2 separate regions of the Sus scrofa genome follow, and region 1 is linked to region 2. A link is a contact called in public Hi-C data. All regions are on one chromosome and are shown on one strand. Each heading gives the region's core, a stretch centred on a gene start, on an enhancer-like site or on the middle of the called end of the contact. The rest is flanking DNA. Distances are from core to core; before and after follow the strand shown. Region 1 has its middle 31 kb from the start of C1QTNF3. Region 2 overlaps C1QTNF3 (C1q and TNF related 3).

What was found. Hi-C and Micro-C count contacts between places; a contact is called where the count stands out from the background.
Region 1: a contact with region 2 is called in a Hi-C map of liver, with 13 times the contacts expected there. The contact joins two enhancer-like sites. A contact is called at or near these places in 4 of 5 promoter capture datasets (fetal liver, fetal skeletal muscle and liver), 6 of 47 Hi-C or Micro-C datasets (blood, embryonic fibroblasts, liver and 1 more) and 2 of 2 datasets of contacts at active chromatin or transcription factors (alveolar macrophages and skeletal muscle).

What each region holds. Positions count from the first base shown.
Region 1 is chr16:20,088,666-20,092,266 of Sscrofa11.1, forward strand. No RefSeq gene overlaps it. Among named protein-coding and RNA genes, the nearest start is that of C1QTNF3, 31 kb to the left of the region's middle. Within about 2 kb of position 2,091, at least 3 of the 83 cell types and tissues checked have an H3K27ac peak or open chromatin away from gene starts, as enhancers often do. A contact at or near this core is called in liver, where this site is marked.
Region 2 is chr16:20,042,381-20,046,141 of Sscrofa11.1, forward strand. It overlaps C1QTNF3 (C1q and TNF related 3), which reads right to left. Exons shown (of 6, transcript NM_001145386.1): 4 at 3,333-3,462. Among named protein-coding and RNA genes, the nearest start is that of C1QTNF3, 15 kb to the right of the region's middle. Within about 2 kb of position 1,866, at least 1 of the 83 cell types and tissues checked has an H3K27ac peak or open chromatin away from gene starts, as enhancers often do. A contact at or near this core is called in liver, where this site is marked.

The DNA of each region.
Region 1 (3,601 bases), core at 841-3,340, 47 kb after region 2:
CCCCAAAGATGTTCACGCCACAATCCCTGGGTCCTGGAAAGATGGTATAGTCTGTGAAAAAGGGACTTTGCAGATATGATTTAGATTACTAGAATCGAACAGGGGGGAACTTAGAGGTGGTTGGAGGCAGAAGAGATGCAGCAGGAAAGTATGTTGGAGAAATTCCAAGTGTGAGAAGGCTTTGACACACCTGGGCTGGCTTAAAGATGCAGGGGCCAACTTACCAAGGAATGGAGGTGGACTTGCTGAGAAAGCCTCCCAGCTAAGAGGGGCTCCTGGCTGACAGGCAGCAAGGAAGGGGAGTGAGTGAATAAATGATGGCACAGCCATTCAACAGATAGTACGTGACTTTTAAAAATGAAAGACTTTTTATTGACACGGAAGGGGCTCACACTATATTAAATGTCAAGAACTGTCCTGGTGAAAAAAGTGCTTATACAGTGAGCAGATGACCGCAGTGTGAAATGTTTCAGTCACAAAACTCATCTGCAAAATCTATGTTTTAAATTTGTGTAAACTCAAGACGAAATTTGTATCTTGAGCTTCCATTCACTTTGGAAGTGATACTGCCGACTAGACATTTGGCTGAGTTAGTAATAATTCCATCATTTCATGCATGAAAAACTTCAATTTCAGAAAGCTTCCTGAAATGTCCCCATCTTCCCCCCAGGGTGACAACGAAACTATTTCAAGAAAGATTATACCTGAAAGCTATAGCTGAAGTCTGCCCTCTGGGGACACAGAAAACGCTCGGATGTTCTGGCCCCTTTGGGGCCAGAGGAGTCTTGGGGGATTCTTTTGGGCTCAGCTGCCTGTACATACATGGAAGCCATTTCTATTTTCTGCCGAAGAGTCTCCTCTTTTCATGTGTGTGTCCCTGTGGTTTGCCCTGGAAGTCAGGCAGAGGGTTCCTCTAGTTTCAGAAGGAGTGAGGGAAGGAAGGAGTGTTGAGTGGAAGAGTTTGGGACAGCAGTACTTCAAGGGAGTCCTCAACCCAACATGATCCATCCTAGAAATTGGGCTTCTGGTGTCTCAACCACACTGGATCACCGCTGGGAGCAGCCCGTGCAAAAGCTTGTCTCCGTGGGAATCCGATGATGGATTTCAAGCCCAGCAGCTGGGATGCTGGTCGTTTATGTGATCAATAATGAGATCCAAAATATTTCCAAAGCATTCGTTATCTGGATGGAAAGTCAACATTTTTGGGGAATGCCGTTTATAGCTAAGACGTGGTAAGGAGCTGAAATGTAACACATTTATATTATTTATATTATATTCCAGCAATATAAATTGCTGGAAGTTTTTCACGTGTTCATTTTGTCAGGACATCATTCTTCTTTTCTAGGTTCCAGCTGACATGATCCCTGAACTTAAGGAGTGTTTACTTATGTGAGGAGACAGATATTAATTATCAACACAGGTACGACTACAAATATATTTATATAAGCAAGTGCCTATGGGTACACATTTTTAAGATAATTGGGGCTATGTACAGTCATTTTCTGTACATTCTTTGTGGAATTCTTTCATTGGGGAGGATTTGCATCCTAAGATGTCTGCCATGATGACAATTAAATGCCTCTGTGTCTATGGACAGTACCTCAAATGTGTCTACTGCACAATTCAGAGTCATTGGCCACCACCTGGATGACAGTGGAGGATGACATTTCTCTTTCCCTCTTTGGAGCAGTTTGCAGAGCTATCTGAAACGCCGACTCCCAGGCTATCGTCCTCATCTTGCCCCAAATAAAACTTAACTCTCAACTTTTAGGTTGTGCCTGTTTTTTTCAGTGGACACCCCCTGACTCCCAGTGTTTCCTCTTCGGTACTCTTCCTCCCACCGACCCCCACCCTGCCCCAGGTCATCAAACCCTGTCAGCAGTCTTTGGAATTGTGCCCTGTTCTCTGTTAAGGGCTCTTTTTCCTGATTGCCATCGTCTGAATAAAACCTGTGTTTACCACGTTACCCTCCAGTGCTGATATTTCTTTAATAAGACACAGAGAAGCTCTCTCTTTGCCTAAAAGCAAGGCATAAATTTCCCCTTGTGGAGGTGCCCCACCCCCATATCAAGACCGGCAGAACAACTCTGAATCACCATTAATCACCAGAGAAGACTCTAGATGCTTATCAGCCCAGAGATGCAAGAAGAGGAATCCACAGAACAAATCTCCCTAATCAATCCTTACTTTCCATTTCTTTCCCCCTTGTATTTGCTCTTCCACAAGTTACTGCCTCCAAAAGTTCAAAGTCCTTCCGGTCCGTCATGTGTCCACAATTTCTCTCTTTTTGGTAAAAAATGGTCAATAAACTTTCAGACCAAACCACTTCTGAGAGTCTTCATTTCTTTTATGTTAAGGGCTCTGCATACATATAAAAATATTGATGCTAAATAAAATATGGGTGCCTTTTCTCTCCGTAATCTGTCTTTTGTCAGCTTGATTTCTAGGGCTCCCAAGGCAGACCCTAAGAGGGCAGGAAAGGTTTTTTTTGTCCTCCTCTCCAGTTAAACAAGGGTGAAAATCAGCATGGAATGAGCCTGGGAAGAGGGCAGGCCAGCTCTCTGAAAGGAGGCATGGTCCCTGAGATCCTTTACCATCCATGAGAAGAGTTTTGCTGTTTTGAAAACTAGCGTGATTGGAAACGGGCTCCTTCTTAAAGACTCTGATATTTGAATGGGAGAATTGTCCTTAAATGTGTACTAGGTGGTTGAACTGTGGGTCTGTGTGGGGCTTGGAGCCTGGGGTTGATCTGAGCACAACACCCTGGAAACAGGTGGCAGCTAATTGGCTGATTTAGTAAAATGGGTCTGCCACAAAATACACAGCCCTGGCATCCATTTGTCTTTACTTTTTTTTTTTTTTTTTAGGGCCACACTTGTGGCATACGGAAGTTCCCAGGCCATGGGTCGAAATGGAGCTGCAGCTGCAGGCCCACGCCACAGCCACAGCAATGTAGAATCTAAGCCGCATCTGCAACTTATGCTGTAGCTCGTGGCAACACCGGATCCTTAACCCAATGAGCGAAGCCAGGTATCAAATCCATGGATGCTAGTTGGGTTCTTAACTGGCTAAGCCACAACCAGAATTCCCATTTGCCTCTATGTATTAAAGTGATCACTGTTCCTAGAGTCATCATGGACCAATTTTTTAATTTGGATCTCTCCTGAATGGAGTCCCTTTGGGTTAAGGGTCCTGCCTTCTGCATCTTCCATTGATCTCCACTGCCCCATCACCACCTCCAGGATCAGAGAAAGCCAAGTCTCTGCAACTGTCTTGGGACAAGAAGATGCTCTTACCTGCCTGCTTTGTCACAGGCTTTGTTATCAGGGGAAGTACACTCATTGCAGTTTGGAGGGCAGGCTCTGTACAGACAGGCTTTCTTGCTCTCCAACCACAGCCATGAAGTCAGTCCTCAAATGCAATTCCCAGCTGCTCCCTCTGACTTGACCACAGGCCACATGGCAACTGTCTAACCCAGTCTCAAAGCCAAGCTCATCTGTGAATCTTATTCTCCTGGGGTTATAGGAACATCTGCAAGTTTCATTTTACCCTGCAGGGTAAGGAAAAGAAAAATGCCACATATGAAAAGAAAAATGCTTAT
Region 2 (3,761 bases), core at 616-3,115:
TATCCAATCACTTGTGATAGAACATGATGGAAGATAATGAGAAAAATAATGTGTATGTGTATGCCTGGATCACCTTGCTGTATAGTAGAAATTGACAGAACATTGTAAATCAGTCATACTTTAATTTTTAAAAATGTTTAAATAAAATAAAATTAGGACTTTAAAAAAGATACCAATAAGAACAGCAAAAACAAAGTGAAAGAATTTGAAAATAACTGTAAAAACAGGAGTTCCCGTCGTGGTGCAGTGGTTAACGAATCCGACTAGTAACCATGAGGTTGCAGGTTCGATCCCTGGCCTCGCTCAGTGGGTTAGGGATCCAGCAGTTGCGTGAGCTGTGGTGTGGGTTGCAGACACGGCTTAGATCTGGCGTTGCTGTGGCTGTGGTGTAAGTCAGCAGCTACAGCTCAAATTTGACCCCTCACCTGGGAACCACCATGTGCCGTGGGTACAGCCCTCAAAAAAAAAAAAAAAAAAAAAAAAAACCTATAAAAACAAAAATCATTACAAAATAATATTACAGTACAAGAAAGTGCTCAATTTACCCGAGAAAAATATAGAATAATGGGTCTCACAAATAGAAAATGGCAAGAGGATAGATTTTAATCTAAATGTATCAATAGTCACATTGAGTGAATAATCTAAACCCTCCAGTTAAAGGATTGAGATTGTCAAATTGGATTAAAAAGCAAGACCAGTTAAAAAAAAAAAACAAAAACAAACCACAAGACCAACTCTATGCTGCCTATAAGAAAACCACTTTAAATTTAAAGACAAAGGTTAAAGTAAAAGTATAGAAAAATATGTCATGCAAACACTACCCAAAAGAAAGTTGGAGAAGCCATAACATATGAAACAAAGTAGACTTCAGAAATATTATCAAGGATAAAAGAAATATTATGTGATGATAAAGGGTCAACTCACCCCAATAGTCTAAATGTCTCTTAACTCATGAATGAATAAACAAACTGTAAATATATCCACTCAATGGAATACTACATAGCAAGAAAAAGGAACACACTATTGATTCATACAGAAATATGGATAAATGGTAAATGAATTTTGCTAAGTAAAAGAGACTTAACATTGTACAATACCAAAAAACCTGTATATTGTACAATTCCATTATATGACATTCTGAAACTCTAGGGATGGAAAACCAGTAAGTCACTGTCAGGGGTTGACTACAAAGAGATAGCACAGAGAATTTGGGGAATGAAAGAGCTGTTCAGTTTGAGACTGTGGTGGTGGAGACATCTCTATGCACTTGTGAAAACCCATAGAACTATACATCACAAGGAATAAATTTTGCTACATGAAGAATTTTAAAAACTCAACTACAATATCAGGAAAACTCAAGATGAGTTACAAATTAACACTTTTTTATTACAAATGAAAGAAGTAGTGCAACTGAAGGTCATGGGGACGGGGGGGGAAGAATATGAGAGGGTTTTGACAGGATACTGCAAAGATAAAAAGAATTGTACACAAAGAATACACTCTAGTTGGTAAATTTGTTTCTTGTGAGACCTGGACTTTTGCAATTTTGTAACTACTTTATTTGTGCAATAAGGTTCAACAAATAAGTAGATATATCATAGATTAAGAGAGCCAGGTTGCTCACTGTCAAAGAAAGAAGTTAAAAATTAACAAAGGGAATGTCAGGATGAACCCAGTGGTGCTGGATTTGAGTCAGATGTATCAGAATGAACTTAAATTTTTTTGTTTTTTACATACTAGATAGATAGATAGATAGATAGATAGATAGATAGATAGATAGATAAGAAAATATAGATGCACATATACATGGTGGATTGGTATACATATATGTGTCCTAGTTCTGTCCACTCCTAGGACCTAAAAGCAGTGACATCCTAAGAGCAGTGAGTACATCTGGCACGCACATCTCAGTTTCTAAATATTATTCTCCAGTAAAAGAAACCAGTGCTTCTTGGAAAGTTGGGTATTTCCAGAGCTGGGATGGGAAAATACCATGTGAGCCTGAAGCAGCTTGTGGCACTAGAAAGTAAGAAAGTTGTGGGGGACTGAATAATGACCCCCGTGTATGCCTAGGTTCCAACAACCCCAGGATCTCTGCTTACAAATTAAGCTCAGGGTCTGGAGCTGGAGAGATTATCCTGGATTATCCAGGTGGGTCCAAGGTAATCACATTGTCTTTCTCAAGAGCCAGGGAGGTCAGAATCTGGGAGGACAAAGTGATGTAACCACTGGAGCAACAGAGGTGGTCAATAAACAAGGAATGGTGGCAGCCTCTAAAAGCAGGAAGAGGCAAGGCCCCAGAGCTTCTAGAGGAACCAGTACTGCCCATATGAGTTTTGTTTGTTTGTTTGTTTGTCTTTTTAGGGCCACACCGGTGGCATATGGAAGTTCCCAGGCTAGGGGTCTAATCGGAGCTGCAGCTGCTGGCTTACACCAGAGCCACAGCAATGCCAGATCCGAGTCGAATCTGGGACCTACACCACAGCTCATGGCAACGCTGGATCCTTAACTCACTGAGCAAGGCCAGGGATGGAACCTGCAACCTCATGGTTCCTAGTCAGATTCATTTCCGCTGCCCCACGACAGGAACTCCCCCATATGTTGACTTTAGCCTACTTGGACTGATTTTGAACTAATGACCTCCAGGAATGCAAGAGAATAATTTCATGTGGTTTTAAGCTTAGTTCGTGGTAATTTGTTACTGTAGCAACAGGAAATGAATACAGAAGTGCTCAAAAAATTTTTTTAATACTTTTTTTTTTAAGGATCAGGCAGGCCTTCCTTGGGGTAGCAGCAAGGAGAGGGAATGAACTCAGTTAGGACACAGTGGAACAGTGAGAATATGATCTGAGGGCTTTTCAAGTCAGAGGTAATTATGCCCCCTTAGGGATTTTTTGGTGCAATTCAAAGCAGAAGTAATAAACCTAGTAGTCATGATTATCATTTTTAAAACTGTTTTTGGTGAGTTCCCTGGTATCCTAGCAGGTTAAGGATCCAGTGTTGTCACTGCAGCAGCTTGGATCAATGCTGCGGTAAAGCGTTTGATCCCTCGCCTGGGAACTTCTGCATGCTGCAGGCATGGCCAAAAACAAACAAACAAAAAAAACAATAAATTGTTCTTGTTTTTTCAGATTCTAATTCACTTACTTCGAAATCCAACAGGGAAAAAAAATAATCATTTTATACACATATATCCTTCCCTCCCTCTCTCTCTCCCTCCCCCCAACATCCATCCATCCTTCCTTCCTTCCCTCCCTCCTCCCTCCTTCGCTCCCTTCCTTCTTTCTTGATTACTAGATTAAGTCAGTGACTCATTTATTTTTACCTCTTACCTGATACTGGGGCCCCAAATCTCCCAGTCATGACATCAAAGAAGTTTCCAATGTTGGTTTCAACACTGCTGAAGATAATCCCACTGTTCTGATTGCTGAAGTGAGTGGCCAGAGAAGCCATGAATGCAATCTAAGGAAAGAGATGGCGGTTAATTAAAAGGCAACTTATTTCTTAGAGAAATAAGGTTTTGATACAAGGAAGTTTCTTTCAACCATATTCGGAACAGCAAGATTGGAAATAATTTAAATACTAATCTATGGAGGAAGAATTAAATAAATCATGGTAATGTCTAACATTGTTTTGCTATGCACCCATTAAAACGATAGTGCATAGCAGCAGTTCTGAATATGTGTTTCAATGAACATTAGATGTTAAAGTGCTTCTTGAAGTAATCAAATTCTATTATCAAATAGTACTGGAATATTTGG